Linked DNA regions of Mus musculus: regions 2, 3, 4, 5, 6 and 7 are each linked to region 1. The links are chromatin contacts, called in public HiChIP or PLAC-seq and promoter capture Hi-C maps. All regions are on one chromosome and are shown on one strand. The core of a region is the stretch at or near the end of the contact, and the rest is flanking DNA. Distances in the headings are between cores, read along the strand shown. Region 1 holds the start of Tsc1 (TSC complex subunit 1). Region 2 holds the start of Snhg7os (a long non-coding RNA gene). Region 3 holds the start of Med22 (mediator complex subunit 22). Region 4 holds the start of Stkld1 (serine/threonine kinase-like domain containing 1). Region 5 holds the start of Cacfd1 (calcium channel flower domain containing 1). Region 6 holds the start of Slc27a4 (solute carrier family 27 (fatty acid transporter), member 4). Region 7 holds the start of Brd3 (bromodomain containing 3).

Evidence for each region. Promoter capture Hi-C pulls out the DNA fragments that hold promoters and counts their contacts. HiChIP or PLAC-seq counts read pairs in DNA pulled down with a chosen protein or histone mark.
Region 2: a contact with region 1 is called in a promoter capture Hi-C map of pre-B cells, with 2.4 times the contacts expected there. The contact joins the promoter of Snhg7os here to the promoter of Tsc1 in region 1. A contact is called at or near these places in 2 of 39 promoter capture datasets (liver and pre-B cells) and 1 of 9 other capture datasets (liver).
Region 3: a contact with region 1 is called in a promoter capture Hi-C map of liver, with 5 times the contacts expected there. The contact joins the promoter of Med22 here to the promoter of Tsc1 in region 1. A contact is called at or near these places in 6 of 39 promoter capture datasets (erythroid cells, hematopoietic stem and progenitor cells, hippocampal neurons and 2 more), 2 of 115 datasets of contacts at active chromatin or transcription factors (pancreatic cancer cells and thymic regulatory T cells) and 1 of 9 other capture datasets (liver).
Region 4: a promoter capture Hi-C map of pre-B cells shows a contact between it and region 1, with 2.9 times the contacts expected there. The contact joins the promoter of Stkld1 here to the promoter of Tsc1 in region 1. A contact is called at or near these places in 3 of 39 promoter capture datasets (erythroid cells, liver and pre-B cells) and 2 of 115 datasets of contacts at active chromatin or transcription factors (embryonic stem cells and pancreatic cancer cells).
Region 5: a promoter capture Hi-C map of liver shows a contact between it and region 1, with 3 times the contacts expected there. The contact joins the promoter of Cacfd1 here to the promoter of Tsc1 in region 1. A contact is called at or near these places in 3 of 39 promoter capture datasets (hippocampal neurons, liver and pre-B cells), 1 of 484 Hi-C or Micro-C datasets (B cells) and 1 of 115 datasets of contacts at active chromatin or transcription factors (stem cell-derived neural progenitor cells).
Region 6: a FOXA1 HiChIP or PLAC-seq map of pancreatic cancer cells shows a contact between it and region 1. The contact joins the promoter of Slc27a4 here to the promoter of Tsc1 in region 1. A contact is called at or near these places in 4 of 39 promoter capture datasets (embryonic stem cells, hippocampal neurons, liver and 1 more) and 2 of 115 datasets of contacts at active chromatin or transcription factors (astrocytes and pancreatic cancer cells).
Region 7: a contact with region 1 is called in a promoter capture Hi-C map of the HPC-7 cell line, with 2.8 times the contacts expected there. The contact joins the promoter of Brd3 here to the promoter of Tsc1 in region 1. A contact is called at or near these places in 2 of 39 promoter capture datasets (the HPC-7 cell line and pre-B cells) and 1 of 115 datasets of contacts at active chromatin or transcription factors (astrocytes).

The regions. Positions count from the first base shown.
Region 1 is chr2:28,639,136-28,643,510 of GRCm38.p6, forward strand. Tsc1 (TSC complex subunit 1) reads left to right here and starts at 2,098. Exons shown (of 23, transcript NM_022887.4): 1 at 2,098-2,155.
Region 2 is chr2:26,639,846-26,644,220 of GRCm38.p6, forward strand. Snhg7os (a long non-coding RNA gene) reads left to right here and starts at 2,276. Exons shown (of 4, transcript XR_003953776.1): 1 at 2,276-3,537; 2 at 3,852-3,922; 3 at 4,004-4,111. It overlaps Snhg7 (small nucleolar RNA host gene 7), which reads right to left and starts at 399. Exons shown (of 4, transcript NR_024068.2): 1 at 213-399.
Region 3 is chr2:26,908,445-26,912,819 of GRCm38.p6, forward strand. It overlaps Med22 (mediator complex subunit 22), which reads right to left and starts at 2,198. Exons shown (of 4, transcript NM_001033908.1): 1 at 1,849-2,198; 2 at 549-629. The coding sequence starts at 1,971. Rpl7a (ribosomal protein L7A) reads left to right here and starts at 2,363. Exons shown (of 8, transcript NM_013721.3): 1 at 2,363-2,386; 2 at 2,562-2,682; 3 at 2,978-3,127; 4 at 3,575-3,715; 5 at 3,922-4,001; 6 at 4,227-4,357. The coding sequence starts at 2,384. It overlaps Gm23969 (a small nucleolar RNA gene), which reads left to right and starts at 2,817; the gene lies at 2,817-2,890. It overlaps LOC115489587 (a small nucleolar RNA gene), which reads left to right and starts at 3,774; the gene lies at 3,774-3,847. It also overlaps LOC115489586.
Region 4 is chr2:26,931,798-26,936,172 of GRCm38.p6, forward strand. Stkld1 (serine/threonine kinase-like domain containing 1) reads left to right here and starts at 2,259. Exons shown (of 19, transcript NM_001379463.1): 1 at 2,259-2,315; 2 at 3,517-3,603. The coding sequence starts at 2,301. It overlaps Surf4 (surfeit gene 4), which reads right to left and starts at 1,714. Exons shown (of 6, transcript NM_011512.3): 1 at 1,478-1,714. The coding sequence starts at 1,525. It overlaps Gm36591 (a long non-coding RNA gene), which reads right to left and starts at 1,471. Exons shown (of 2, transcript XR_374179.1): 1 at 1-1,471.
Region 5 is chr2:27,007,507-27,011,881 of GRCm38.p6, forward strand. It overlaps Cacfd1 (calcium channel flower domain containing 1), which reads left to right and starts at 2,420. Exons shown (of 6, transcript NM_029862.4): 1 at 2,420-2,599. The coding sequence starts at 2,482. It overlaps Adamts13 (a disintegrin-like and metallopeptidase (reprolysin type) with thrombospondin type 1 motif, 13), which reads left to right. Exons shown (of 29, transcript NM_001001322.2): 28 at 1,027-1,211; 29 at 1,750-2,119. The coding sequence ends at 1,941.
Region 6 is chr2:29,800,413-29,804,787 of GRCm38.p6, forward strand. It overlaps Slc27a4 (solute carrier family 27 (fatty acid transporter), member 4), which reads left to right and starts at 2,222. Exons shown (of 13, transcript NM_011989.5): 1 at 2,222-2,548; 2 at 3,748-3,914. The coding sequence starts at 3,754.
Region 7 is chr2:27,473,930-27,478,304 of GRCm38.p6, forward strand. Brd3 (bromodomain containing 3) reads right to left here and starts at 1,744. Exons shown (of 12, transcript NM_001113573.1): 1 at 1,648-1,744.

The DNA of each region.
Region 1 (4,375 bases), core at 848-3,347:
CATGATGGACTACAAGCCGTGAGAAGAAATAAACGTTTCCCTCCCTACGTTGTTTTTGGTCATGGTCTTCATCACAGTAACAGAAAGCAAACTAGGACAGTAGCGCACTTCTGTAATCCAAGCAGTGGGAAGGGCTGAGCCAAGAGATTCTCTAGTTCAAAACTAGCCTGGGCTGCAGAGACTCAGACCCTGTCGCAGAAGTAAATAGAATTTCCACAGTGCTACTGAGTCTTGTGGTACTTTAAAGTACTTTGAGTTTTATTTATATTAAGGTGCCTGCCCCGCCTCTGCCTCCTCTCAATTATTATTATTATTATTATTTTTTTTAATGAGTTTAACTTTCTCTTTAAATAAGACAATTGGGGAAGGGGGCCAAGCTTGAAAAACAGTAACACTTATTTTGGCAAGATAGCAACCAAAATCTAAAGTACAAGCTATTATATCCAAATTAAAAGGCATTAAAGAATAAACCATAATATTGGGGAGAGGGTACACAAACACAAGATACAGTATGTCTAAACATCTTGAAATTATAATTTTAGGGTAAAAGTTGAAAAATTACGCTGTTTTAGCTAGAGATTAAGTGCACCTTTTTTCCTGTTTTTCCCAAATAGAATCAGAGTTTACGATTTAATCACACCTCAAAGCTTTTCTCTCAATACAAAGCAACCACTAAATACACACAAAATACTTATTTGTTAATAATTTCCCTGGCTTATCCAACGTGCAATGCACACGACTTGAAAGACTACAATTTGGGGGTGAGTGTACACAAACTCAATTATCTTAAGGACAAGGAGAGCCTCCTGGATGTATGCTTAGGAGAGAAGTCCTAGTTCCCAAGAAGGCCAGGCGAGGGCGCCATCTCCTCGAACTGGAGTTATAGGTAGTTGGGAGCTGCTGCCATTTGGGTTCTGGGAACCTAACCCTGGTCCTCTGTAAGAGCAACAAATGCTCTTAACGGCAAGGCCATTTCTCTAGCTTCCGCTTATCATCTTTCACTGGGTCTTATTATATAAGTTTAAGTATAATAAAACCCCAAACTCCAACCCAAACCAAAAAACAACAAAATACAGCAACAACAAACCAAAACAAAAAATACACAATGCCAGGTGGTGGTGGTGGTTGTGGCGGCGGCTGCTGGGGCAGCTGCGGCGGTGAACACCTTTAAAGCTAGCACCTTTAAAGCTAGGCAGAGGCAGAAGACTCTCTTGACTTCCAGGCCAGCCTGGGCTACAGAGCAAGTTCCAGGATGGGCAAAGCATAAAGAGAAACTTTGTCTTGGAAAACCTTAATAAATACATAATTAATTAAAAAAATAATACAAATAAGGAAAATAACAGCAAATGAAAACTATATACATTCTGATATCCCTCTAAAAAGCTTTGCACCACAGCCGGCAAGGTTTGAAAAGACTTGACACCTTGTCATGGCATGCAAGTAAATCAAGGTATTCTGACTTTACAACATAAACTGCATCCTCTGACTAAGGCTGGCCTCTACATGTCACTCCACAGACTCTTCTGCAAAGGAAAAAGTGGTGGTGGGGGAAAGCCCCATCCTTTTTGCTGCAATTGACAGGCTGTCCATCCAAGGGGATCCCAGAGGCTCATTTGGAAATAGGAACGCCTACAGGGAGACCCCAAAGGTGGCAGGTGTGCCAAAGACAGAGGGACCTGGCTCGAAAGGGCCAGCGCTCTCCACTGAGCCTAGCCCTGCCAGCTTGTTTTTGACTGTGCTTGTTCCGAGCGCGCGCCTCCTGTCACCATCACGTGGCCGCCCCTCCCCACCCCACCCCTCGGCCGGTCTCGTGGCTCCGCCCTCTGCGCCGGGACTTCTTTCGGCCTCCTTCAGAGTCACAAGATCTCTCAGTGGGCTCCCACCTTCACGATCCTTCCGCCGTCCCCGCCTCCACATTAAAATCTCTTTCGGTTTTATTTATCTCGGCCAGCTTGTATCGTCATAAGTGGTATATCCTGTCCTGTCTGGAGAGGCTGAGACTCTGGCCATCTGGCATTAGGCTCGGAGCGTAGTAGAGACCCGAATAGGGACTCTTTTTCATAGCGGAGGCCCCCGCCGCTCGAGACGCTTCACGCCAGGGGGAGGTGCTGCGCGTCCAAGATGGCGGCGCCCTGTAGGCTGGAGGGACTGTGAGGTAAACAGCTGAGGGGGAGGAGACGGTGGGTGAGTACGGGGGGTGTTTCCCCTTCTTTTCCTTGTGGGCTTTTCGGGGCAGCTCTGGCAGCGTGACCTCACGCTGTGGGGCGCTGCGGAGCGCGTTAGCCGAGTCGGGGGTCCGGGGAAGGGGGTTCGGGGAGCTTCTTCCTCGCCCTCATCGCGCGCTGGCTCCGGCAGGGCTCGGCTTGGGCTGCTGGGGCCCCGGGGAGCTGAGGCGGGCCTGCTCCGTCCGATGGCATGGCTGGCTGCAGCTCCGGGCCCGAGGTGGCCCCGCTAACCCGCCCCCCTCGCTTGCTGCGGTGACAGGCTCCCGCGGGGGTGCGCCGCGCAGGTCAGAGACCCCGGGCCCGGCACGGGGACCCGGGGGTGGGGTCGCGGCTCGAGCCTCTACTGCAGCCGCCGGGGCTGGGGGTGGAGAATGAATGAAGGCCGCCTGTGGGCACTGGAGGCTGCCCGGCGCCCGCCGTCTCGGGGAGAGTGTGCACGGCCGAGTGCTTGGCTCTGGGTGTACTTGTGGGTGTTTAATTGATGCTGGAAGACAGTTACCTCCAAGTCGGCAGAGGTGCTCGTTAGCGACAGCTACCTGCCCAGCCACTGCTGAACGCTCATTCATTCATTTGAGGACCTGGAGGACCCACTGCCTGCGGTCCCAGACACCTTTTTTAGAACCCAAGCACTTTCTTTGTGTTGTGGGTTAGAAGAGTTTGGCTTCTCGCGTGTTGGATTTGGAATGAGAGAGACGTGGGGATGGCGTGGAGTGTGGTCGGCCAGTAATCGCAACTATCGTTTTTTTTTGTTTTTTTTTTTGTTTTTTTTTTGTTTTTTGTTTTTTGGAGAGGGGGAATAGGGGGTGCCTGTGTGACCGAGCACTATTGAAAGTGCTTGGTAGCCATCCTGTCTTTGGTTCTGGACAAAGGAGAAGCAGTCTGCAGCCTTTCTAAATGAAGAAACTGAGGCCTGGAGAGAGTGGAATAATTTGCCCAAGGTCACACCCCCCTATTCTGAGACAGCACTGGAATTGAAGTCCGACTGGTTCCATTTGTCTGTTATTTGATTAAAGGTGGCCTATTATTAAGTGAGTGTAGTTAATCATTTGGCCAAGGTAGGGATATGTGTGTGTGTGTGTGTGTGTGTGTGTGTGTGTGTGGTGAGAGATTTTGAACAGGGTGCATTTGGTTTGTATGTCTTAAGCTTTTGTTTCTTACAGCACGGTGTATTTGGTAATCCAAATTTGGTTACAAAGTATTTTGTATTTTTCCATAAAACCGGTGGTATTCACTGAAAAAAAAAAGGCTGAAATCCTTACTTAAGAAAACGAATATGGAATTAGCACTTCACTTTACGTATTGTAAGCTGTAAAAGTACTAAAATAGACTAATGCTCTTCTGAGATATTTTGATTTATAACTTTAGGATCAAGTTGGAGTCATCTGCATTCAAACAGGCTGGGGAAGCGCAGTGGTAAATTCTAGGAAGCTTCACAGAGCCTAATCTTCTGGGAGCCTTTGATTTACTGAGCAACCCACCTGTGATTTTTAACTTGAGCGTCGCTGAATAAACCTGGGATATGCAAATAGGAAAACTGATTTAGAGTTTTGTAAGGAAATGCCCCTTTAACAGTCATACATCAGGCAAACGAGGCTGTTCAGACTTTTGTAACCACCTGGTGTAAATGTAAGGGGTATTTATAGAGGATGTGAACAGAAAATACCTTCTTACTAAAGTTAATATCTTCTCTAAAAACACCCTTACATCATGGGGCTAGAAGGGCAGATGATGTAAGCTTTCTTAGCTTCATGCATCTCTTGGTGTCATGAACACTTGGTATGCCCCTAAATTCCTAGGTAGAAGGAAGCAGGCTGGCAGTTTCTTGCATGTTTTCAATAAGCTGGTGTCTGCAGGCTTGTGTCTCAGCGCCACGCTTCCTCATTGGCTTACGAGCAGAGCTACCTGGTCCTGTGGATGCTGTGGTATGGTGCTTTCTGTGCAGACTTGTGAGAGAAAACTGAGCAGTTTGACCAGGGCAGAGCTAGCACAAACCTGAATATGTAATGGTTACAGGAGAACAGAATTGCCAGAAGCAAAGAATTCCAAATGAATTTACCTGACCCTCTGTGTGCCTAATATCTGTCCCCACAGTAGGCACACCTGTGTACTCTGTCCTTGAGGTTTTCGTGCATGGGGTTTTTTTGTTTTTG
Region 2 (4,375 bases), core at 1,026-3,525, 2.0 Mb before region 1:
AGTTATCTCAAGTTGGTATTCAGCATGCAGCAAATATAGACAGAGTCTTTCCCTGGTGCTCCTTAGCCCTACGAAAGGGAGACCGGTCTGGAGCCCCAACCAGGGGCTTCTGCGTTGTACTAGTCCAGACAGGAGCCTCGGCTTTCCTTCTCGGGACTTCTGGGGGCAGTCCACCCGGCCCTCGGGCACATCGTGAACGCCCTTCCCCTTACCACGCGGTTAGCCTGCTGCACATATTAGGGCGACTAAACTCTCAGAAGGAAAGCACGGTACATCTTCGTTACGATCGTCAGGAGACGCAGTCTTCCCGGTAGCCGGCCAAGGGTATATAGGGTCATCCGCGGCGTCCCAACGGTAACAATGGCGATACAAACATAGAGCCGCCATGGCTGCCGAGAGGCCGAGCATCTCCACGCCACGTCCTTTATAGTACTGACTACGGCAGCCCGCGAGGGACTTTCACTGTCCTCCGAGTGCCGCGCCCTCTAGTGGCTCCTTCGCTCCTCGCCGGCGCTTCTCATAGCCCAGTCGGTTAGAGGCTCATGGGACTCTGTACTGCTTGATCCTAGATCCTGCCTTTCCAAGCAGAACTCAGAGACTTATTTCGAGTGTTACCAAGCTCACAGGACTTTTCAAACGACCCATGAAGTCCTGCGCCTTCTTACGAAACTCCTCGTTTTTGGTGGGGGCAGCCTTGCTCTCCCTGTTCTTAGTGATACTAAAGCTTCCACGCAAAGAGGAAAGGCCAGCTCTGACGAACCAGAATTTAGGAGGCAAGGAGGTGACCAGTTGTTTCCTCTTTTACAAGGACGCTTTGGGGATGAGTCAGGAGGGAGCTCCAGGGAGTTCATGGATTCCAGATGTTTCTAACTAGCCCCGCCTGTGGGGTTGTCTGTGGATCTGAGGCACACAGCAGCTTTTAGAAGGTTGGCTGTCCTCTGCTTCAGGACAGTGCTGGAAGACAAATAATACACTCTGACTACTTGCTGTGTTGTGTCCCGCACAAGTACAGATTTGTCTTTTAAGTCCTGAAACTGATGAGGGCTCCCAGGTGATGGGGTGAATTGTGGGCCTGGGGACACACCATTGAGCACTCTTCTTTTACTGGTGGGCCAGCCCAGCCACACTTGTTAATAGTCCCAAGTTCTTGAACCCTTATATTGCCTGCCTGTCTGCCTTCCCACCTCCCTCTCTCCCTTCCTCCTTCCTGTTTTTTGATACGATGTCTCATATAGCCTAGGCTTCAAACTTGCTATGTAGTTGAAGATAAGTTGAACTTCTGATCCTCCTGCCCCTAACTTCTAACAACTAGATTTTGAGGGGTGAACTGTTATGCGTGGCCCAAAGCCTTGAAACTGGAGTTACAGATGGTTTTGAGTCGTCATGTGGATGCTAGAAATCAAACCTGGTTCACTAAGGAGCGGGCTCTTATCTTAGCCTCACGACTTGTTACCAGTCACTTTTTGTCTTAGTGATCTGTCTTAATTTCCTTTTCTGTAGCTGTGATAAAATACCAAGACAGAAGCAGGTTAAGCAGAAAGTGTTTGGGCTGCAGTTTGAGGTTGCAGTTTAGCATGACAGGGAAGTAACAGCAGTAGGCTTGAAGCAACTGGCCCACATGGCAGGTCAAGGATTAGAGAGTGATGAATGCTGGTCCTCAGATAACCCCTTCTATACTCCAGGATCCGAGCTAGGCCAGAGAATGGTGCCACACAGAAGGAGTTGGTCTTTCCATCTCAATTAACCTAATCAAGATAAGCCCTCCCGTACACCCAGAGGTTCACCTCATGGGTGATTTTAGATCTTATCAAATTGCAAATTGAGATGAACAGTCCCGATCCCTGACCAAAGCAACTTAAAGAAGGAAGAAATATTTGGCTTATAGTTCAAGGGAATACAGTACCGTCATGAGGCAGCAGGCATGGCAGTAGGGCTAGGAGGCAGCTGACCACACAGACCCTACAGTCAGGAAGCAGAGAGCGAGAACGAGTGCCAGAGGCAGTCATGAGGTTAATTGCACAAATTAGCTCCTCTATTCACATTGATCCAAACAAAACTGCAATCTCCTGGACAGAGGGGTGTGGACAATGATTTTGGTGTGGATAGTGGAAGGCAGGATTCTGCTTCCAGAGCAATTCTGCATGTCAGAAAGTTGGAGCAGCAGCAGAGGTAGCAGCTTCAGCAGAGGTAGCAGCTGCGGCAGTGGCAGCAGTGGCAGCAGCAGCAGCACTGGCACCGGCACTGGCAGAGGCAGCGGCAGTGGCAGCAGTGGCAGCAGTGGCGGCAGCAGCAGCAGCACAAGGAGCTGCTAGGCTAGAAGCACAGAGCTGAGCTGAGGCCATGCATCTTTTCACACTCACTGCAGGGCTGGGCCTGCTCTCTGTGGTTCGAGCCACGATGCCTCCTCTGACTCCTGCCAGTCCTGAGGAGGTGATGGCCCTGGGGAGGGAGGACTGAGGGTAGCAACTGGCTTCCAAGCTCAGACCTTGGACTGGGTGTGTCTCAGGCCTGCAGATGGAAGCCACAGGTGATGTTGAAAAAAATACCTCTCTTACGTGCTTGGTGGGATCTTCTCAGGTGGGAGTGGGGCTTGAGCAGGTGTTCCAGGCCATGGTCATGTCTTTCTTCTCACTGTGTGCACTTAGAGACTAAGAGGCTGCTGGGGGACAGGGGAGGCTTGCTAGATGGACGCTGTCCTGGCTCTAGCTGGACTCCCAAGAATAGCCTGCCTTCCTTCCTTCCTTCCTTCCTTCCTTCCTTCCTTCCTTCCTTCCTTCCTTCCTTCCTTTCTCTCAGTGTGTGTGTGTGTGTGTGTGTGTGTGTGTGTGTGCTTCAGAGACACTTCTTATATTCTTCCAATGAGTTGATTTCAGATTTCATCCTGGGTAAGGCCCCTGTGACTGTTGTGTATCTGGGAGACAGAGCCAACTTCCTAATGATTTCAGGAGAAACTGAGAAGTCTGTTCCTTGCCACACCTCAGCACTTTGACTGTAGACAGTGAAGCAGACCGTGGTCAGTCGGTACAGTCATGGTTCTCTCAGGTCACCTCCTCAGCCATGTCCATTCTGCCCTGTCCTCCGGCTCAGCTCCCTGAAGTGAAAGGTCAACCTGTCCTCCAGATCACCTTTCTCAGTTCCCTCTGGATGCCTGTGCAGGGTCTGTGGTCAGGGCTCTTCCCAGGAAGTGTTTCTCCTAGGACGCCTGTGCCCTGTCTGCTTGGTTCTACCTACTGCTGCTGTTGGTGAGAGACAGCCATGGTCAGGACTCCTCCTGACATCCCGGCATCCCGGACCCTTCCATCTTGCACTGAGACCTGACTGCATTCTCCTCCTGCCTCTCACCCACCGTCTTCCAGATTCCCTTCTCCCTGCAACTGTGTGCACTTGTGACCTCCAACTGCAGATCTTGGGAAAGGGGTACATAAGGTGCTGGGCAGGAGACTTGCCTATTCCTGAGTCGAGATGGAAAGACCCGCTGCCTCCCTTCACCTTTGAGAGAAACAGTCTTGATGAGTTGGAGTTCAGGATGAACCTGACGTGAGTGGTCTCTGCGGAGGTAATGTCTGCTGCTGCTGCCAAACAGTTCTAAGTGTGACTAAGCACAGACTGCCTCACCTCTAGTAGTCACTGAGGAATGCAGCATTTTCTGTGTTGCCTGGGCAACACACCAGGTGACCTCTTCATGAGGTCAGAGATCTAACTTGCTGTGGTCTATGCCCATGCTGAATAGGGTGAGAGGATCTCTTGCACAGGATTGCTTGCTTCAGGAGAGGCCAGCATGGGTCCCAGAAATAAGAATGGGGAAGAACTAGGTGCCCTGGGGAGAGCCATACTTGGACCCTGTGTTCTAGGAAACCCATTGGCTGTATTCAGTACAAGCTGCCTCTGTATGAGGGAGAGGACCCTGGTATGTTCCTCACAGGTGAGTATCTGGGTTCCAATTCTTATTTCAGTAAAGGCCCAGGGGGAGATGGACTTCTCACATCACAGGTATTGTCCACAGGGTGGAGGCATGTCATCTACATCCATTTCCTGCCTGGGAAGGAGTCTGCCATTGCCTACTTCAGGGGCAACATGAACTATCAGTACTACCAGCTGCTGCTGCTCATGGGTGAGCTCCACTCTTTGTCTTTTAGCATGGACTCCTGGGGACAGACATGGACTAGGCCCATGTTTAGAAAAACAGAAGTCTGGTTTGCTTCATTCTACTCCTGGGGAGCCTCTCCTGCACTTCCTGAAGTCACCAGGAGGGGGGTGTGTAAGCCCTTGGCCTCTTTTACCTTCAGTCTTACATGAACAATCCTAGTGTCAGAGATCCCACATACTCCTGACCCACCCTGCCCTTGGCTACTCTGTCCCCCATGAGTCAGCGTTT
Region 3 (4,375 bases), core at 948-3,447, 1.7 Mb before region 1:
TGTGAGGACAGAGGCACAGCCAGGGAGGCAAAATCAGTACCCTCCGTGACCAAGTGGGCTAAGTTTGCTCACTTAAAGGAGTTTTCCTTTCCCAACCACACCACTCACACCATGTACACATCCTGCGTATTCCACTCAGAGCCAACAGAAAACCATGCCGACTTTCCTCCTGACTCCTCCTTTCCCAGATACGGCACAACTGCAGGTTGGGCAGTCGCAGGCATCTGTGCCCCACACCGCTGCCGATACCCACTGCACAGACACTGCCTACTGGGCTTTCTCTGCAAGATCAAGAGGCTCACATTTCACACAGGACTCATTCCACCATTTCCTTTTCCATTCGCAAGCAGCCTTGGGAAACCTTCATGTCAACAGGAACAGCTGCCCTCCCTCTCATCACCACCACAGAACGGACAAGGCCCTCCTCCCAGTGCCTATGAGGGCAATCCCCAAGACAGGCTCTGCCCACCCCATTGCTCCCTTGTTTTCCTCTGCTACTCTGGACTCTACCTACAACCCCTCCATGGTGTCTTCCATCCCACACTCACGATGTTGGCTGCTCGAACGTGCATCTCATAATTGTCCTGTTCGCCCTGAGTAGCCCGAGACACCTGCGTCTCATCCTCAATCTGAGGGCAAATAAGAAAAGCCTAGAATCAACACAGGGAGCAGCCACCTGGCTTAGCTGCCACCGCCGCCGCCGCCGCCGCCACCCGCCTTCATGTCTTTACCATAGCCTGTCAGGCCTTCCCGCAGATCCAGAGCCTACTTCCTGTCTAGACAACTGGCAATGTCTCCAACCCCTTCTTGTTCTCTGGGTGACGATAGGTTACTTCATGTCAAAAGGACACTGCCCAGTCTTTGTGACAGTTTATAAGAAATAAAGGGCTAGAGAGATGGTACATTCAGTTCGATTCCCAGCAACCACAAGGTGGGTCACAACCAGCTGCCATAGGATCTGATGCCCTCCCTCTTCTGTCTGATGTTCTCTTCTGTCTTGCAGGTATAGATGCAAATAGAGTCCTCATATACATTAAATAAATCAATCTTTTAAAAAGACATTGACTTATTTAATGTATATGAGTTCACTGTTGCTGTCTTCAGACACACCAGAAGAGGGCATCAGATCTCATTACAGATGGTTGTGAGCCACCATGTGGTTGTTGGGAATTGAGCTCAGGACCTCTAGAAGGGCAGTCAGTACTCTTAACTGAGCCATTTCTCCAGTCCTTAAATAAATAAATCTTAAAAAGAAAGAAAAGATGTTCAATAAAGGATTAAAAAGACAAACTTTCTGATCTCTGAGTTTAAGCTTACAGGTGGACCAGCTGGAGCCTAACACAGACCTCAGTGGGCTTGAGGCTTCTCAGAAATTATTTAAATAGAACAGCATTTCTCAACCTGTGGATTGCCTTTCACAGGGGCTGCCTAAGACCATCGGAAAACACTGGCATTTACGACTCAAAGGGTAACAACAGTTCTGTAGTTGCAACAAAAATAATTTTATGGCTGGAGGTCACCACAACATGAGGGTTGTGGTGTTTAAGGGTTAAACTCACCAGTCATCACAAGAATCTATGGCAAGGGTAAACCTCAGCCCAGGTGGCTAGTGCTCAGTAACTAACGTAGAGCCCTGGCAAACGGGCCAGAGTTCTCCTCTCTGCTCTGTGCTTGTCACTATTTGGCTCTTCTATTTATCTGCTGTCCCATTACTTTTAACGCCTCTTCACTCCTACCCGCACCGGTCAGGTGAGTCACATTCCCTCTGCTTTCCTCACCCCTGTACCCAGGCCCCAGGGAAAACCAGTCCCAGCCTTCTCCAATGGCTTCGGAACAGCTACCACACACCTTGGCGGTCTTGATGATCTCGGTGAAGTTGTCCATGATGGACTTGATGTCGTCTTTGAGCCGCTTGTTGTATGACTGCAGCAGCGTCTCCTTGCTCTGGGGAAGGGCTCTCTGCTGGGCCATGGCGGGCCCTGGACGAGAACCAGTCTGGTCCGGCCCGAACCGAGTACTGAGGGCTGGGGACCGGGATTTCCGATACAACAGCTCCGTCCACGAACACACGCCCGGCAGCAGGCCCTTACGGCGAGGGAACAAAGCACCCGCACGCTCCTTCCCGCGGCTTCCGTTCACTCCTGGCGCCTCCCGCCGCCTCTCGGAGCCTGCGGTCCGGTGCCAGGGCCCGCCCGCCTGGACGAACGCGCAGCCGCGGCCCGACACGCCCCCGCTCAGGCTCCGCCCCTCTGTCAGAGTCCGAAGTGGGTCCTTGTCGCTTTAAATCCGAAATCCCGCGAGGGCGCCTGCTCTCGCGATATCTGCGGCCACTTACTTATCCCCCACAATTCCCTCTTCTTTCTTTCTCCAGCAGCCGAGCAAGATGGTGAGTGTCTCTGGGCCCCCGCGCTATCCGCCTCCATCCGCCGCCCGTCGCCCGTCAGCGGCGTTCTCCGCCGTCCCTGTCTCCTCGGGGTCCCTCGCGGAAAGGGAGCCACAGCGACCGACTCACAGGCAATGACTCCGCTGCCCGATGGCACGGGTTTCTCTCTTCCGTACAGCCCAAAGGGAAGAAGGCCAAGGGGAAGAAGGTGGCCCCGGCCCCCGCCGTCGTCAAGAAGCAGGAGGCCAAGAAGGTGGTCAACCCTCTGTTCGAGAAGAGGCCCAAGAACTTCGGCATTGGTAAGGAGTGGCGTCGGCGTGTCACAAGGGCAAGGCGCCTTGACGGGCAATGGACTGAATGAGAGCCGGGCACCGTCCCGAGCAGCCGCCACTGCGCATGCTCGGCTGGTGTGAGAAGGGGAATGGTGGTCGTGTGCAGATGATGTGACAGAATATTTGCTATCAGATGAGTGGTGATGACACTAGAACCACCAAGATCGCTGATGCACCGACGCCCTCCTGCCCTGGGTACTGCCTCGGCTGCAGGCCGGCCCGAGGAGAGGCCTCGGTCACAGTGTCCCTCTTAACTTCCCAGGACAGGACATCCAGCCCAAAAGAGATTTAACGCGCTTCGTCAAATGGCCCCGCTACATCAGACTGCAGCGGCAAAGAGCTATCCTCTACAAGCGGCTCAAAGTCCCTCCTGCCATTAACCAGTTCACCCAGGCCCTGGACAGGCAGACAGGTGAGGTTCCGGGCCCCAGAGCCAGAAACTGGCCCCGAGTTTGCCCTTACTGCAGTGCATGGCCACACTAATACAGCTATGAAGAGAGAGGTGGAAGGGGGTCCCCAGTCCCTCCACCTGGAATGGGCGGGATTTGGTGAGGAAGCAGTTGAGGAAGGATCCCCGTGTTGACCTCCTGCCGTCTCATCAGTGTACCACAATAGGGTGGTTTTGTTGGGGGATCAGGGTCTCTAGTTGTGGAGCTCAGCATTGCTGCCTGTTTCATGAGTGCTGGTATTAATGGCATGAGCCACAGCCATTCAGGGCTAGGAGGTCAGACACAACTTTTCAATGCCAGGTTAAGTGACAGGTTAGAATTGGGCCTGGGCGTGAGATTGCTGGCCAAGTAATAGCCCCAGCGCCTTTAAAGGGATTCAGGCTTAGAGTCCAATTGAATGTGTTTTCCAGCTACTCAGCTGCTTAAGCTTGCCCACAAGTACAGGCCAGAGACAAAGCAAGAGAAGAAGCAAAGGCTACTGGCCCGTGCTGAGAAGAAAGCTGCTGGCAAAGGCGACGTCCCAACTAAGAGACCACCTGTCCTCCGAGCAGGTCAGTGCTTCCCTGCCCGTCCCCCCCACCCCCCAAAGGGAGGATGGTAAGGCAGGCTGTGCAGTGATGTGTGAATTTCTTCACCTGAAAATATTGTGAAGAGTAAATCGAGCTTTTTAACCCTGAGTCGCAGCTTAGTGGAGCTGCATTTTTGTGACTGCAGCAGCCGGAGCACACAGGCAAAGTGGTTGTGTTGTATGTTCCAGGAGTCAATACAGTCACCACCTTGGTGGAGAACAAGAAGGCTCAGCTGGTGGTGATTGCCCATGACGTAGACCCCATTGAGGTAGGTGTGAGGTTCTGTGTGGCTTCTGGAAGGTTGGGATCTCTTGCTGGGTTTGAAGAGCTGGGGAAAAGATTGGTGTGGCTCTTGCAATGATGTCAATCTTTGACTGAAGTGACCTTGAAGTGCAATTACTGAGCTTTTTAACCCTGAGCAATTGCCACAAAGTATCTGTGCAGCTAGCTGTTGCTTCTGCCAAAACAACCTACAGCTCATGTTTGCTTCTAGCTGGTGGTTTTCCTACCTGCTCTGTGTCGAAAGATGGGGGTGCCCTACTGCATCATCAAGGGAAAGGCCAGGCTGGGGCACCTGGTCCACAGGAAGACATGCACCACCGTTGCCTTCACACAGGTTAACTCGTGAGTATTTATGCGCCC
Region 4 (4,375 bases), core at 1,009-3,508, 1.7 Mb before region 1:
TCACATCTCAGAAGCTCCTGTGGTATCCTCTGCTAACTTCCAGGTGGACTCTGAGGCTAATCCCTTAAGAAGGAACCTTCATTGGGAATTTTGGTTTTAAGCAGCAGGCCATCTACAGTACGGGCATCTTTCCACTGATGTGTAGCTGAAATCTAACTCCAGACCTGAGATGCCCTGGACACCAAGCAGTAGGAGACCCAGGGTTTCCTCCTGGGTGGTGGACACTGGCAAGTCCAGGAGCCCAAGCCAGTTACTTAGTGGGAGTGGCTACTGTATTCCCCACAAAAGCCTGTCCAGTCCCAAGATTTGGCTTCTTTCATTTAAATCAAAACAAAGTACATGGAGGACTTCATAAAAGATGAACTCTTTCTCCAGTTGAAATCTATCATTAGATAGTTGGCAGCTTCTTGGAGATAATTCATCTGATCTGGGTTGTGAAATCCACTTGCAAAATGGTGGGTTTTCCAGCTGAAGATCCTGAGGTGAGCCGCTCACAAACTTGGCTATGAAGCCATCTTCTTAGAGAGCTGCTACTCAGGAAGATAAAACTGGGTCACTGAGAATTATGTCAACGAAACCCATCACAAGAGGAAGACCTTGGTCCATACAATTTTAAAATTATGTATTTAATGCAAAATCGTGGCATTAGAAACTTTTCCAAAAGGGGTAGAAATGCCTTTAAAAAGATCAGCTCACAGGAAAATGGTTCAACAGAACTGAAGGTGAACATGGGGAGGTGACACCCCTCAAAAGGAGGGGTAGAGAAGCTCATTTGAAGATGGTCACACACACCCAACCTTCGAGTACTCTAGGCCAAAAAATGCCTCCTCGTATCACCGACAGCCACGAACACACTAAGTGAACCAAAACTGGCTGGCGGGTGGGCCCCGGCACCATTCAGCCTCCAGGGCTAGTTCAGGTTATATTATGACTTCGCAGATCTAACGGGACAATTTCAGAAGTCAAAGCCTCACACTCACACAACTCCCACCCCATCCGTCGAACTTAATTGTAAAAAGTGGTGCCACCTGCGCCTCTCTCCGGCTCTAACCCTGCCCAGCTAGTCGCTCGGGCCCAGACTCATCCCAGGCCTTCCCTGCGGTTCACAAGCCACCTGTACACTTGGGAAGGCGAGCCAAGGGGCAGGCTCCTCTCCTTCGGCAGCGTGGACCCAGATCGGGCAACCGGAGCAGAGTCCACGCAAAGAAGGAAGGGCCAGGACGGTCCTGGACAAGGGCGGAGGGGCCACGCAGCGGGGCGCACAGAGTACCCCCTTCCCCAGAGGTCCCCAAGGAGCCGCCGCGGTTCAGAGGGCAGAGGGCACAGAGCAGCACCGCGGGCCCCGGGAGCCTCCCTGGCCGCCACCCCCAACCCCCCGCCCAGCCTCCCCTCGGATTTCTCCGTAGAGCTAGGCAGGACGGCGAGGACGGGCGTCCGTGGGGCCGTGACGGCCAGCGGGCTGTGGGGCAGGCCGCACCTGGTCGGCGAAGTCCTCGGCCGTGCCCATCAGGTCGTTCTGTCCCATGGCGGCGGCGGAAGGCTCAGCTGGCAGGTCCTGGGCGCTCGCGCCTGCTGCGGCCTCCACAGGAAGTACCCGGCGGCCGGCCTCGCTGAGCCGCGGCTGCTCTAGCGGCTGCCACGTAGGCCAAGCCTTAAAGGGACCGCGCCTCCCGCCGCGCCCCGCCCCGCCTGCCGCGCGCCCTCACGCTCCAGGCCCCGCCCGCCACGCTCGAGGAGCCTGGCGCCGGCGCACCGCCCTTCACGAACAGGCCCCGCCTCCGCCGCGCGCCCTTCACAGGTAGACCCCGCCCCCACACCCCAGGCCCCGCCCCTCCAGCCCCTACGGACCACCCCTAGCCCTTCAGCCTCTAGAACCCGAAGCGCTGACCACTTTCCACCCTCACCAAGCAGCAGGTCCCGCCCACCGTGCTGGTAGACTTCCTGCCACCTGTGTCTCCCGCCCGTAGTACTTGCGGCCCCGCCTGCCGCGTCGTCAGTCTCTGCCCCGCCCTCCACCCTACCCAACACACCGGGGCCCTGCCCTTCGTCCGAAACACGGCTCCCTATTCTCTGTGGCTTCTTTAAGGGGCATAGTACGAGTATGCCATGTACGAGCCAAAGTGCTAAGCAGACACGCCCCGGGTTGAGGGTTATGGAAGGCAGGTGGAGGGGCTGAGGAGGTGGGGTGGGCACACGGAGCAGTCACTACCGAGCATGCTCAAACGAGGGTTCGACTACCGGCCTGGCTCGAGGGCTTTGCCCGGTAGTAGGACAGTGAGGCAGTGTCTCCACGAGATACCATGGAAAAATATCAGGTGCTGAGATGCCCCCACAACCAAGGTCCAGTGTCCTTGGGCAGCGGGACAGGTCCGAGGGCCACACAGCCAGGCCCAGCCTCCATCACAGGGTGACCCTATGATCCCCGCATGTTTCCTCCTCCGAGTTCTCCTCCTTTGAGTCCTCCCAGGGCCTCAGTTTCCCTCTAAAATGATGACCAACCCCCAAGTCTGACCACTGGTTGGAGAATGGTGCACGTGCCCTTCCCCTTCCCTCCATGTATGGGGTCTTTAAAGGCAGAACCTGAGTGGTTGTTTTTTTAATCGCTTTTTTCCTCACATGTCAGCCTCATTAATTGTTAGACTCGGCTTATAAAAGCTTCAGTTTCGCTCATTTTCTTTTCCTCTTTTCCAGTATTCTTTGAGAGAAGGCTTACATGCGTTAGCCAAGCAAATGCACTTCTGATGGCCAGAAATGTTTAGAGAAAAACAAAAAACAAACCACTGCTCACTACCTGGGCTGAGCTCCAACGGACACCCTGTATTCCCTGTATGCTAATTATCCTTCCCGTACTGCCTACATATCTTGTCCCCTACCCCACGCTGACAGTGGCCTCTGTACTCAGGCCTCAGCCACCTTCTACCTGACAGCACTGATCTTGTAGAGTTCTGGCTTACAGACCAGTTCTGAAGGTGTGGCTTCAAAGATGAGCTCTGGCTCAGACCCCAGTCCCACAGCCACAGGCAAGGACCTTGCTCCTAGGCCCCAGTATCTATCTCTCAAGTGAATTGTAGGCAGCACCAGTGCAGGTTACAGAGGATGGCTGGGAAGCACTTCCTTCAGTACTGTGCCCTAGACGAAGCTATGACTGCACCAGTTACACAAATCACAGGCCTTGTTTGGATGTTCATTTTGGCGAAGGGTACTAGATGGGGTATCACTAGGGTTAAGAGCCACTTCTGCCCCCAGCCCCACCCCCCAACTGTCTCTTACCTATAAGGCTGCCCCTGTAGGCTTGGGGAAGGCCATAGGCTATAAAATAAGAGTTCCAGAATGGGCTTCGAGGGAAATTGTATTGGCCCCACCCTGGAAGGCTTCTCAATCCATCACCTAAGGCCATTTCCTCTACAACAAAATTGAGAGAAGAAGCCATACTTGGGGGTGGAGTGTGGAACCATCACATGTAGGAAGTAGAGAATAATGTGACGTTCTCAAAGTCTCTCTCTTCCTTGAGGATAGCTATTGCAAATGCTGAATCCTGGAGCCTTAGGGGTGAACCTGGTGGTGGAAGAACTGGAAACTGAAACCAAGTTCTTGATAAAGCAGGTAAGGTGCAGAGCCCCTTGCTCCCAAGTTACAGAGGTCTCTCAGACTCCAGAAATCCCCAGACAAGCCCCGTTGAGGCAAGTTGTAGCCTGAGACTTCTGGAGTTCTCTCTTATTCCTCTCACTCTGGTGCTAACCACACACTAACCACAATGCTCACCCACATGCCTGCGGTCATCTCACTGAACCCATCAACCCTGCCAACCCAGAACAAAAACCCCAATCTCACAGCCAAAGATGGTGAGACTCAGGAGTCCCATCCTCACCCAGGTTGCAGTTTCCCAAAGGACTGGAATTTAATAAGGGGTACAAGTCTCTTCTTTCTTTCTTTCTTTCTTTCTTCCTTCCTTTCTTTCTTTCTTTCTTTCTTCCTTTCTTTCTTTCTTTCTTTTTTTTTTTTTTTTTTTTTTTTTTTTGGTTTTTCGAGAGACAGGGTTTCTCTGTATAGCCCTAGCTGTCCTGGAACTCACTCTGTAGACCAGGCTGGCCTCAAACTCAGAAATCCTCCTGCCTCTGCCTCCCTGTACCACCACTGCCCGGCAAGGTGTACAAGTCTTACCAAACAGGAAAGGGGCAGAGAGGGTCCCAGAGGCTGAGCACCAGGCACACAACTAGCACAGCTGGGGTGGGTGCAGGCCCACAAGAGTACCCTAGAAAGGAGTACTGCTATACTAGTCCCTGTGCACCTTCCTCTGCAGTGCTGACAGGGACCTTGGGGATGGGGTCTGACCTCCCAGCAGCCTCAGCCCAGGAGATTTGGGCCTGGAGTGTTT
Region 5 (4,375 bases), core at 1,170-3,669, 1.6 Mb before region 1:
CTGAAGCTCCTTTCTCTGTGATAACTCCAGCTGTGTCAAGTTGACACAAAACCAGCCGTACACTGCTTTACCCAGAATCCAAACAGTATCAGCCCTCTTGATCACCTCAGGGTTTTGATGTAAAAACAAGATGATTGAAGATGTCTTACCTCGACAACTCCAGACATTTTTGCATGGCCCAGGTCTCACGTGAAAAACACTACAACTGGGGTGTTGCCTCTGCAAAGGAGAGGCTTCATGTTATCACCCTTTCCCCTGCCACCTCCAGCCATGAGCTGTGTTGGCAGCAAGGTCCCATCCGGGAGCCCACTGGCTTCCTCCTCCTTCCTTCTCACTTCTCACATGCAGACGATCTGCCTCGAAAGAGAGGCTTAGGTGCAGCGGGGTTCCCACTGATGACGTCACTGGACAGCACAGTCAAACTCAACTTCTTAGCCAGTTCAGCGTTTTAAGTACTGTGTAGCCCAGTTTATTGACTTCTCTTTTAAGGTGCCCAGCCCAAAGCATGCCACTGTTGCCTTCTCCCCACAGAGGGCACCAACACCTCTCAGTCCCTTTAAATATTAGGAATTACGATGTACATGTGTGGGCATGCACATGGCACGATGTGGGTGTGGCGGACAGAGGGCAACTCCACCACGGAGCCAATTTTCTTCTTTTATCTTTACACGGGTTCTTGGGATTGAACTCAGGCAATCAGGCTTGTGTGGCAAGAACCAAAAGCTTTTCCGCCCTCGTCGAAGTTAGGGTGTGTGTTTGTGGGGACGGGGCTGAGGGTCAGTGATAGAGGTTCTTTCCTGCCATGGGGATCCTAGGAATCAGACTTAAGTTGTCTGCCTTGTACAAAACACTTCTGCTGAGCCACCACTGCCTGCCCCTTTCAGATCACTGCCTGAAGCTAGTCTATTAGAAGTGGACAGAGTAAAGGCCCACCAGAGGGACGGGAGAGGCAGTCAGGGAACCCCCTGGTGTCAGTAGTCTCCCTGAGGTGGCCCTCACCCAGCCTATCATTGTTCTTGCCTGCAGAATGTGACAGGCAGCTCTTTGGACCTCGGGGTGAAATTGTGAGTCCCTCACTGAGCCCAGACGGGAGGAAGGCAGGGACCTGCAGGGTCTTCATCAGTGTGGCTCCACAGGCCCGCATTGCCATCCGCGCCCTGGCCAGTGATATGGGCACTGCTTCTGAGGGGACCAATGCCAACTATGTCTCGGTGAGGCCACGAGGATGGGGACAAAAAGGGGGTAATCTTTTGATACGATTCTGGAGAGCTGTCTCTAGGAAGGAGGGAGGGAGTGTTGGCATTAGGGAACACTTTTAGCTTATTTTTCATCCAAAACTTCAAAATTATTGGAAAGAATGGGAAGGAGGGTTTCTGCCACTCACTCACTCACCAGGGAATGCTTGTGGCTCTACCCACAAGAAGGAAGAGAGAAGGCCTTCCCTGGGAGTCCATTGCCTGTTGACCCAGCGTGGAAGCATCGTGTTTGTGTCTGGTGTTTTGTTTGTTTTCAGAAGAGCATAGGTAGGGTTGCGATTCAGTATGCTCTACAAGGCACCAGAGCACCTCAGACTTAGTCTTGAGCAGGATCCTAGCTCTTGTACCTGGTTGTGTGTTCTGGGGAGTTTCTTGGGTAGAACCGAGTGTCCCTCATGTGGGCTCCTTTAAGAAACAAAAATGACTCTGAGTAGCCAGGAGTTTATAAATAATGATCACTCATGGCCTGTTCTGGCTACTTGCTTCTCCACAGATCAGGGACATCCACAGTCTGAGGACCACAACATTTTGGGGGCAGCAGGTGCTCTACTGGGAGTCCGAAGGCAGCGAGGCTGAACTGGAGTTTAGCCCTGGCTTCCTGGAGGCACATGCCAGTCTCCAGGGCGAGTATTGGACCATCTCACCTAGGACATCGGAACAGGACGACAGCCTGGCTCTGTCCTAGGTTTCTCTCCAACAGCCGGGGAGTATGCAACTTTAGCCTCTTTAGAAGTTCTAATGCCTGCTAGCCTTAGGGAACCTCTTTTAGTGACCTTTTCCAGGTGCAGAAGGGCTGGGACTGGGAGGTGGAGATCAGAAAAACAGTCCCAGCCCCCAGTGGTTAATAAAGGATACAGGATACCAGACTGGAGTTTTCCTCCCATAACCTGCCGCCCATTACAAGCCTAGCTCGAAAGCTCATTCTACTGCAAGGCGGAGTTCCTTGGAGGTCTGAACAAGGCCTTTGCCACTTCTGGATGACGTCTTCCAATCTTGCAAAGAGGAAAGGCCAGACCGGATCCAGCGCACCTGCTGGGTGGCAAAGGGCGTCTGACAGTCTGTAAACACGCCCCTTATGCTATACTCCATTTCCTCCCGCCCTCCCCCCGCCCCCCGGCTATGGCCTGCGGGCCCGCCCCTATGCTAATCACCACCTCTCCCACAAGGCCGCGCGCGGGTGGACACGTCTCTTTGTGCGCGCCTGGGGCTGCGCGCAGCGTTTAGCATGAGCGGCTCGGGCGCCGCCGGAGCGGCCGCGGGCCCAGCCCCGCCGGCACAGGAAGAGGGCATGACTTGGTGGTACCGCTGGCTGTGCCGCCTGGCGGGAGTGCTAGGAGCGGTGTGTGAGTATCGGGTCCAGGGAGCGGGCGTCCCCGGGGTTGCCATGGCTCCCGGCCTCAGGCCTGCAGTCCACCGCCGGAACTCGATGGCTTACTGCCCAGTTGTTGCGGCCCTGATCAGAGGAAATGAGACTCACAGAGGACGCGCGTCTGCCCCTTCCCGGCCCTGCCTCGGCCTGGTGATGCTTACCTGGGCTGGGGTGGGACTGCCAAGTTCCCAGCCTTTGGACAAAACTTGTTCATAAATGGGGGGCAGCTCTCCACAGGCTGGGAAGTTTGCTTGGGGGTCAGATGGTGCCAGGAGAAGAGTGGCCCCTCAGGGTGGCTGGGCAGTGATCGGAGTTCTCCTCGGGTTCCTACTGTCCACACTCTCCTAATGCTTCTCGTCGGCCTAGTATCCTCCACACCAGCAAGCTTTCTCTGCTCTTGTAAAGAGGAAGGCAGGTCCGCCTCTTCAGTGCAGCTATGTTGCTGGCCTTCCAAACAGTGTGTTTGCTAAATCCTGGGTGTCCCTTTCATTGTGAATTCCTAGAAGTCCAGGTGAGTGCTGGGAAGGCCCGAGGATCCATTGCCTACCTGGTACCAGAGCAGGAACTGTGTGGGTAGGGGAAGACTCATCCGTTTTCCTGTCTGGAGGAATACCTTGGAGCCCCATCTGTCCAGACGATCTTGCTAGTCAGATGGATAGGGTAGAGTTAGGTATGTGCTGCCCTGGTAAGGCAGCTCTGGAAGAAGTCTGCTGAGGTTGATCAAATCCTCTTCAGTGCAGTTAGCTAGTTCAAGGTGGTATTAAGGGGTGAGGGACAAGGAAGGGCCTGACCATGACCTGTAGGCGGCTATCCTCCCTCCGTCATGGTGATTCAGTCAGTGACCAGGTGATTTCTAGATTAGATTGACTTTGGAAATCCCACCCAGTCCCATACTTCCTGTGGGTACCTGTGCTACTCCCGAAGGCCTCCCTAATCCTCCTGCCGAGCCAAGCTATCAGTGAAACCTTACTGGAGACCTGTGGCCGTAGCTTAAATTGTTCCCTGAACCTGATCATTGGGATCAGGGGGGTGGACATCAAGGTTTTGAATACTGGCATATCATAGGAGGGAAGGATATCGTGTATTTGCTTTAAAAACTCAATAGGGGTTTGGCAGGAGCTATGGCTTAGCCGGTCACTTTGACATAGGGCTATCCTCTCTTGGAATGGAGGATATTCTAAGGGGCTTATTATTTATTGGAGGGATTTATTCTGGTCCCAAAGACCTCTGTAGACAGAGGAAGAAAGGATTATAGGGACATCTCCTTTATATGGAAGACATGAGCATTATTAGCACCCCAAGTGAGTGGATGTATTTGAGTCCTTGGTTGTCAAAGGACTCCTGTTCGTCTGAGTTGCGACCTGGTCCTCCCAAAGGTGGCTCTGTAGGACAGCATGGTGGAGTAGCTCTGTAGATGGAATGCTGAGGACAGGAGTGCAGGCCTTTCAGGTGAGACCAGGCCTAGCTCCACACAGGCAGGGGGCCGACAGTCTTTCACTTCTGTGGCCCTGGAAGCTTTGCTGCGTGAATGAGTGCTGCGTTGAGTTCTTTATTAGAGGAGACTTTGTGACATAGAAGCTGTGCCACTCATTTGGTCCATTCTCCTGCATCAGTTCCCATTTGGATAATGTAACACAGGAAAGTGGAAAATGGTGGAATTCCAGGCCCAGTGGAGGGATCCGGTGACCCAGGCCTGCTGCAAGTTTAATAAGTTGGTGCTAATTGCAGCCTCAGAGGGCCAACACTCTGC
Region 6 (4,375 bases), core at 972-3,471, 1.2 Mb after region 1:
TCAGGTTGTCTTTGAAACAAGGTTTCGCTGTAACCGTGGCTCACCTGGAACTCATCATATAGAACATACTGATGTCCAACTCACAGAGACCTGCTTGCCTCTGGCTCTTGTGTGTGGAGACTAAAAGTATGTGTGTGCCAAGGGGGCACATGCATGAGTGGGCAGGGAAGGTGTGCGTCACATTGCCCTGCTTGGCTTTTTCGATCGATTGATTGGGTGTTTTGGTTCTGGGATCAAACAAGGGCCTTGGGCAAGCTAGGTAGGGCTCTTCTACTAAGCTGTGTGTCTATCCCTATTCTGACACACTGTGAACTCAGAATAACATCAAACAAAGGGAGCCATAATGTCTCCTAGAGCTTGATTTATGTGCTCTCTATAGCCAGCCTATAAACTATAATAATAAACATGTCAGCACTATTTCAAATGTGTCCATGAATTTGCACACCAGTGCTGTGAGGTGAGTCCTCCGTGAATCATAGCCACGAGATATTGCTTGTTTACTTGTTTGTGACAAAATTCTCCCTGTATAGCCTTGGCCAGGCATAAACTCACAGAGATCCTTTGCCTCTCAAGTGCTGAAATTAAAGTTATGTACCACTGGGCAGTGGTGGCACATGCCTTTAATCCCAGCACTTGGGGGGCAGAAGCAGGCAGATTTCTGAGTTCGAGGCCAGCCTGGTCTACAGAGTGAGTTCCAGGACAGCCAGGGCTACACAGAGAAACCCTGTCTCAAAAAACCAAATAAATAAATAATAAAGTTATGTACCACCATGCTTACCTGACCCCCAAACCCACTTTTGTGGGGTGTTGTTTTGTTAGTTTGTTTTTGAGACAGGGTCTCACTATGTAGCCCTGGCTGTCCTGGAACTCACTATGTAGACCAGGCTGGCCTCGAACTCAGAGATTCATTTGCCTTTGCCTCCCGAGTGCTGGGGTTAAAGGTGTGTGCCACCACCACCGCTGTGCTTGATCCCCTAAAGCCCACCTTTAATCCATAAGAAGGCACAGATTTGGAACTCTCTGCTGAGAACATGATTCTCTTGTTGGTCTGTGATGCACATGTCTATGAACATGGGGCACCTGCTATTATAGCCCTAGAGACATCCTTTAGCTTACTATCCAGCCTCTCCAATGGATGCAATCCTGAGCAGGTCCAGACCATCTTCATACCAAAATGTCATCTGTAATCCCTATAAACAGACCTTGAAGGTTGCCCCTTCCCCCCTTAAGAACTTGACTAGGTTGAGTCATTGAAGGGGCTATTTAAGAACAGAGGCAGTAATAGGCACGTTGCATAGTCACCCCAGAACTTTTCAGAGGCTCTCAATCCAACGGCTGTGAGTCTAGACCCTTGCCCACAGCCTGACAAAGCTCACAGTTTACAAAGGAACCAGTGTTCGGGAGTGTTATCAGTCAGGGTTAAAGTTAGTTACACAGGCTTTAAATCCTGACCTTTGAGGAGATCCCCTGAAGCTACTCCTCCTGGCTCTTCAGTTCTTTTTGAACCTTGCAAAGGTACTGAAAACTGTAAAAGTCCTGAGGGAACAATCATACTCAGCTGTGGTGAATGACCATTCCAGAATGGTCTAGAAGCCCAATGCCCTGTGTATTCTGCCAGAATCCAGCTTTTTTTTTTTTTCAGCAAGTGGTATTGAACATTTGCTAAATTCTATTTCAAGACAAATGTAGTAGTTAATGTCTGTAATGCCAGCGCTCTGGGCTGAAGTAGATTAACTACAGCAAGATCCAGGGCAAAGTTACTACCCTGTTTCAAAAAACAAACAGGACTGACAAGGTGGATCAGGAAAAGGTGCCTGTTCCCAAGACTGAGGGCCAAGCCTAGTAACCTTAGTATGATCCCTGGAGCCCATGGTGTAAGAACAGAACCAACTCCCACGAGTTGTCCTCTGACCACACAGGGTCTTTGGCATATGTATCTACACATACACAAATAAGCAAACAAATGTAAATAATAATAATAAGTTAAACAAATTCTACTTGGGCCTTAGCTTCTGGCTATGTATTCTCAAATGGTCTGTGGGCGGGTTTATGCTACCTGGATCCCCTGGTCCAGGAAATGGCAGAGAGGAACGACCCAAGGAGCACTGCCTGACCAGGGCAACTTCAGCAGCCTGAACAAGCTAGACTACTAGGACTACAACTCCCAGCATGCCGTGCGGCTCAGCCTACCACTCCCAGCGGGCCGGGCGGCTGCGGAGGCAGTGGTGCGCGCAGGGCTGGAGGGGCTGGGCGGTGTCGGGCGCGCTGGGGCTGGGTTGCGCTGAGGTGCACGGACTCAGAAGCTCGCCCTCTGCGGGGACGGCACAGAAGGCGGTGCTGCCGGCTGGCACAGCCGGTGCGGGTGCGGGAGGCGGGTGGGGGTGGAGCGGGGCAGAGGTACAGACCCTACAAGGACGAGGAGTGGGCCAGACGCACCGAGGCTCGGCTGTGTGTGCCCCGGGGCGGCCGATGCCCCCAGCGCACCGCACTCCGCTGCCGCAACCGGGCCGCATCCTGACGGGGCGCCGCGCCGCGCAGCCGCAGCCGGGTGAGCTAAGGCGGGGACGGCGGCTTTCTGAGCGGGGAAAATGTGCCAGGCCGAGCAGGGGGAGACGGCGGTGCCGGCTCGGACTGAGGGGCGCGCCCTCCTTCTCCCAACCCCGAGAACGCTCTGATGTCCTGGCTATCTAGAGGCAATCGGTCCGTGGCGCCCCTCCTGTCCTGTCTCCTCTCTCAGCGGTCTTGGACCGGCTCCTAGCTTGCTTTTTGACTGCCTCTGTCAGAGAGCTAAGGATCTTAGCGATCCTGCGGTAGTCCTCCCACCCATTGCTTTATGCTTTTCTCCAGAAGGCAGTCTCATAAGGGATTCCCTGTGTTCCAGGCCGTGGTCCTCCGCCTAGCTTGGAGATATTCAGGCTACTTCATATCTTTGACCTTCCTCTCTTCCCAAGAAAAGCAATCCATTAGCAGTCCTCTTGACTAAATCCATAAAGAAGAGGGAATAGAGCGTGGGCCTTAATCTCTGCCCTGGGCTTCAACACAGCCTTTCCCCTTCTCAGCCCTAGTCCTCAAAGATCCATCTGAATGTGTGGGTACTTCCAAATCCTTTTCCTGTCCAACAATCACCTCTTTCCACCCTACCCCTGGGCTGTCACCTCTCAGGCCCCTCCTGCCTCTAAGCCATTTGCTGGCTCGCCCTCTATGGACCGGTAGAGGCACAACGCTACCTTGAGTCTGTGGGCCAGAGACTGTGCAGGGCTCCCTTCCCAGGAAGCTGCCCTTTTTGGTGTTGTCATTTCCAGAACCTCCTGGAGTCCCTAGGAGAGACACTTCTATCAGCACCTGTCTCCCGGCCATCTGGTTAGGTTGCTTGAATATCGGTGAATGGACTGTCCTGTTTGGGTTAGAAAGGTTCTAAGAACAAGTCTTACTAGCCCAATGCATAGAGCAAGGTGCTATGGCCTGAAGTAGGAAAGGGGCTAGCACAAGGTCACTTGACAAGGTGGTCAAAGATAGAACCAGAAGCTAGATCATCCTCTTGTTTCTTAACCCCAGAGCTGTAGATTTCAAGGCCCCTCCAACTTGGCATGGAACCAAAGCCTTGAACCTTTTTTAAGCCACCCCTTTTAAGGTGACTAGGCAATCCCCATAGGCTGACCCTTTGGGCTCATACTGAAGTGGCTGCTGGTGCAGAAGTAGCGGCCCCTAAAGAAGGAATTGTGTCTCCTAACCACCTTGTACCTGCAGGTCACAATGCTACTTGGAGCATCTCTGGTGGGGGCGCTACTGTTCTCCAAGCTAGTGCTGAAGCTGCCCTGGACCCAGGTGGGATTCTCCCTGTTGCTCCTGTACTTGGGGTCTGGTGGCTGGCGTTTCATCCGGGTCTTCATCAAGACGGTCAGGAGAGATATCTTGTGAGTACCATATCTAGCCTCCCTTGGGGTCTCAACTGTGCTGGGCTTTACCAGCCATTATCCCTGCCAGCACAAGACATCTGGGTTATTAAAGGAACAGTGTCTTCTCTTTGCCCTTCTCCTGGCATACCTAGAACTTTCATCTCCAAGGTCAAGGTCTCAAGGAATCTCCTAACCCCGAGACTCCTTGACCTGGGGCACAAATCAAAGCAGATCTGTTGAAAGATGTGTCTGAGAAGGGTCACGAGGACACTGTTCATGGCAAGGTGAAGAAGACCCCAGAGGAAAAGGACCTTTCCTTAGGTTGGCACAGCCTGAAAGAGCCCAGGGGGACACTGGATGCTAGCACAAATCCTGAGTTAGACAGCTGGGAGAAATTGCTCCTAGCTGCTCTATGCTAGGCTGGTTCTGAGGGTCAGAGAGGAAGAAGCTCAGACTTTTAGGAGGTAAGAAAGGGACGA
Region 7 (4,375 bases), core at 494-2,993, 1.2 Mb before region 1:
TAGGTCTGGATCGCCACAGATTCCTGGTGTCTTGCTAAAGCAGTGGACCCGGAGTTTATAAGCAAGGTCAGGAAGAAATTACCCCCACCTCCTGAACTGTCAAGCTTGTACCTCACCTCTCATGATCTACAGCCAACAGTGCACATCAAGGCCTCCAACAGAACAAACAGCAAACAGGCCTCTATTTGCGAATGAGAGGCCACACTCAGGGCCACTCAAAAAAGGTCACTGGGGCTTGGGGCTTGATCCTTGGAGTCCTTCCTTTCCTGGACCCTGGAAAGCCTGTGAGAAACTCACTTCAAGCAGCACAGCAGAGATCTCAGATCTCTTCAGGGGCACCCCCACCCCCAGTAATGCACACCACTAAGAAAGTGCAAAACAAAAGGGGGGGGGGATGGACGACACAACAACCAGCTTGTCCTCATGGGTTAAGGGGGACAGGACCTGAGCCCTTCAATTCCTTCACTCATTTCTCTTCCTGCACCCAGTCCCATGTTAGCCACTGAAGAACACAAGAATGACCTCAGAGACACAAACTTATACAGTTAAGAAGTTTAAGGTAGAGAAACAACAGCTGTGCACTTATTTCTGGCAGAAAGCTCTTAATCAAAATTGCAAAGGGCAGAGCCTTAAAATTGAGCCCTAAAGTATGAACTCACAAAAGGTATGCCCCGGCTCCCAGTGAGCCCCCTTCCCGCTCCTTACCGCCCCCCCCCCGCCGCCCCAGGGCAAGAAGACTGTTTATGGCTTCCTCGTTAGCCCTGCCCCCGTCGCAGCAACTGGTGGAGAGAACTTCCCCAAGCCGCCAGGATTTTTCACCGGGAATCCTCAAGAACCTTACATACGAGAGGCTTTGGGGTGCGCATTCCTCACCCAACTAGCTTGCGTGTTATACACGAAGTAAGAAAAAGACGTGCACCCCACCCCTTCCACCTCAATCCGAATCGACCTCGCCCGGATTAAGTACTCGTTTAGGCTGATTTCAAAACATGAACTGGGTTTCCTCCTGGCCTGGCTGCAATAATCCAGTAACTCGTAAGCGCGCAAAGTCGTCTCCCGGGCCATAACTCTGCAAATGCAGCCGCCGCCCCCCAAGCCACGCCGCGGCTGCCCCACTTGCAAGGCTCCAGCGGTGTCCAGGCCCAGCCTGGCCTGCCCTGCGACGATCCGCCCTAAGTGGCGCCGGAGCGACCCTGGGCACACCGCGCGCACCTTCCCGCGCCGCGCATCCTCCAGGCAGTCCCCTTCGGAAGATGGCGGGCAGAGGAAAAGGGGAAAGGAAAAAAAAATCCCTTCCGTGAGGGAGGGCTGGCGCAGAGAGCGCGGGCTGTGCCAAGTCCAGGCTGGGCGCTCCGACCAAGGCGACGCCTCCCAGTCCGGCCCGAGGCGACCGGCAAGCCGCGGGCGCACAGCGCAAGGCGGAGGGCAGCGGAGCCCGCGCAGTCGCTGCGACCCCGGGCAGGCGGCCGCCCCGCTTTGTTGCATCGCGGCCGCGCACAAAGGCGGCGGCCCCGGGCTCCGGGCTTCGAGACGCGCGGGAGGCCTGCACCATGCGTTCCGGGCCGTGTTCTCTCAGCCAAGTCCGCCGCCGCCACCGCCACCGCCGCCGCCGCCCAGAGTGTACAAGGAAACGAGAAAAAGGCGTACTTGGCCTAGGCGGCTCCAGCGCCGTCTGCTCCCGGCCCGCGCGGCCGGCTCCTCTTTGGCTCGCCGGCCCCGGCAGCATAATAGACGCGCCGGAGCTGTACAGGGCTCATGCGCTACGCCGCGGCGCCTGGCGGGAGTCGTAGTCCGCGCCCGGGCTCGCGCCAGGGCCGCCCAGGGGAGGCCGAGGCGCACGGACTACATGTCCCGGCCCCGCCGGCGCCACGCCGTGCCCCGCCCCGCGCGCCCCCGGCCGCCCGCCCGGCCGCCCTGGCCGCCAGCGGGCCCGGCCTAGGGGCGCGTGGGGGCGGGGCTGGGAGGTTGCCCGCCAGGACCCGAGGCGACGCTGGAACCTTGGCCCGCCCGCGCGCCTTCACTTTAGCGTTCTCAGCCACACGCAGGGAATAAGAACTGGTGGGCGGATTTCCAGAAGCCTAGGAAAACGTGGGAAAGGCGGGAACGCAGTTAGCACCCTGGGGTCACTACCCGGGTACCCCGAGGCCTCCCTCAAACCCCGAATGCTCACAAGCAGGGAGGCGCGCACCGGCCCCAGCCCATGTTTGTAAACAAACCGCGCGCCTAATTAGCCTGGCGAGGGCGCGCGCAGGGCGGTCCTTGCCAGGGAGGAGTCGCGATCAATCCCGCCCCAAAATCCTGGGGCGGGTTGAAGACCTGGGGACTCCGTAAGAGACCTGGCTGGTGGTGCCGGAAAAAGGCGGATTCTCCAAAGCTAGACACCAGTAAGGGATGCTTCAGGCTGTGCCAGCCAACTTTCCCTCTCTGGAGTCTCAGTGTGTCCCCATGTGCCTATGGAAAGACAGGAATGAGATTAAGTCCCGCCCTTTTTCTGCGTTTTGAAAGGGTTAGGACGGGGTCACACTTCAGATCTTGGTTTTGGTGAAAATTACAATGGTGCCTACGTTAGTCAGTTTTTATCCAGTTGTAATTTAAGGTGGGTGTGTGATAGACCCCAACAAAAACGTTACAAACAAAACAAGTTTTTCCATCAGTGCCCGCTGAACCTGCCTGCCAATGCAGGGTTCCAATTCTGCTGTGAGCTGGACCTATTCCAAGATCCTGGTGTCACTGAGTTTATTTCTGGCTGAGCGGGCACTTTGCTGCATGCAAGAAATGCACAGGTGGTTATGGTATTAAATACCAGACACACACACACACACACACACACACACACACGTACACACACACATACACACACATACACAACGAATATGTTCTGTACCTGAAAATGAAAAAGGCTCAAGAAGGCAAAGTGACATCCTTGGTCTCAGAGGTCCCAAGCTCCAAGCCCAGGGTCCTTGGAAGAGATTTGAGGACAAGCTGGAGCCTCTCCAGGCTCTTCTTGTCTCCTCTTTGGTCTACAGCATGGGTGCTTCTCACACCCTGGGGCGAGGTGGCCACTGCAAGGAAGCCCTGCTGTTTAGTCGCAGACTGAACACAGGGTAGGAGAGCAAGACCTGGGAGGCTCTAAGTTAGAGTCCTTAAACTCTTGAACCCAGGCTCCCCAGCAAAGCCATGACTGGGAGCTTGCAGAACTGCAGTCACCTTGCAGGTTCTATTATCATTCCTGCCATCTGGGTCTCACCTTTCTGGACACACTGAGCACTCTGGCTACTAGGACAAGGGACTTGCCAGTTAACTTTTTAAACAAAACCCAGAAAACTCTGTGTGTGTGTGTGAGTGTGTGTGTAACTATGTATGTGTGTGTGTAACTATGTACATGTGTGTAACTATGTGTTTGTAACAGTGTGTGTAACTGTGTGTGTGACTGTGCATGTGTGCGTAACTGTGTATGTGTGTAACTATGTGTGTGTAACTGTGTATGTGTATATAACTGTGTGTGTAACAGTGTATGTGTGTGTAACTGTAACTGTGTATAACTGTGTACATGTGCGTAACTATGTGTGTGTAACTGTGTGTAATTAGGTGTGTGTATAACTGTGTATGTGTATGTAACTGTGTGTGTAACTGTGTATTGTGTAACTGTGTGTGTAACAGTGTATGTGTGTGTAACTATGTATAACTATGTGTGTAACTGTGTATGTGTGTGTAACAGTGCATGTGTGTGTAACAGTGTATGTGTGTGTAACTATGTATAACTGTGTGTGTGTGTAACTGTGTATGTGTATGTAACTGTATGTGTACCTGTGTATGTAACTTTGTGTGTCTAACTGTATGTGTGTAACTGTATGTGTGTCTAACTATGTGTGTAACTGTATGTGTGTGTGTGTAACTGTGTATGTGTGTGTGTACATGTGGCACAGAGCACATGTGGAAATTAGAGGACAGTGTGAGAGCCAGCACTCCCCTTCTACCACATAAGACTCGAACTGGAATCACCAGGCTCAGACACAAGTTCCTCAACTGCCTGAGGCATCTCTCACAGGCTTAGTGACTCACCAGTTTAAAAGACCCCTTGGGGCTGAAGAGGTGGCAGTGTACTTAGGAGACCCTATTGCTCTTGCAGAGGATCTGGGTTCCATTCCCAGTACCAACCCTCTTGTGAAGTCCATGGGTACCAGGTATGCACACAGCATTATTACATAAACAACTGGTAAAAGTAGAGCACCCACATAATGTGAAGTCAGTCTTTCAAATATATTTTTAAAGATTCTATCATATACCTTCCAAGCCCCCACCCAAAAAGATCTGCACCCAGGCTTGATCTTGTAGGGCAATGGGCATGTGCCAGGCTTCCTGAGGCTGTCTGCCA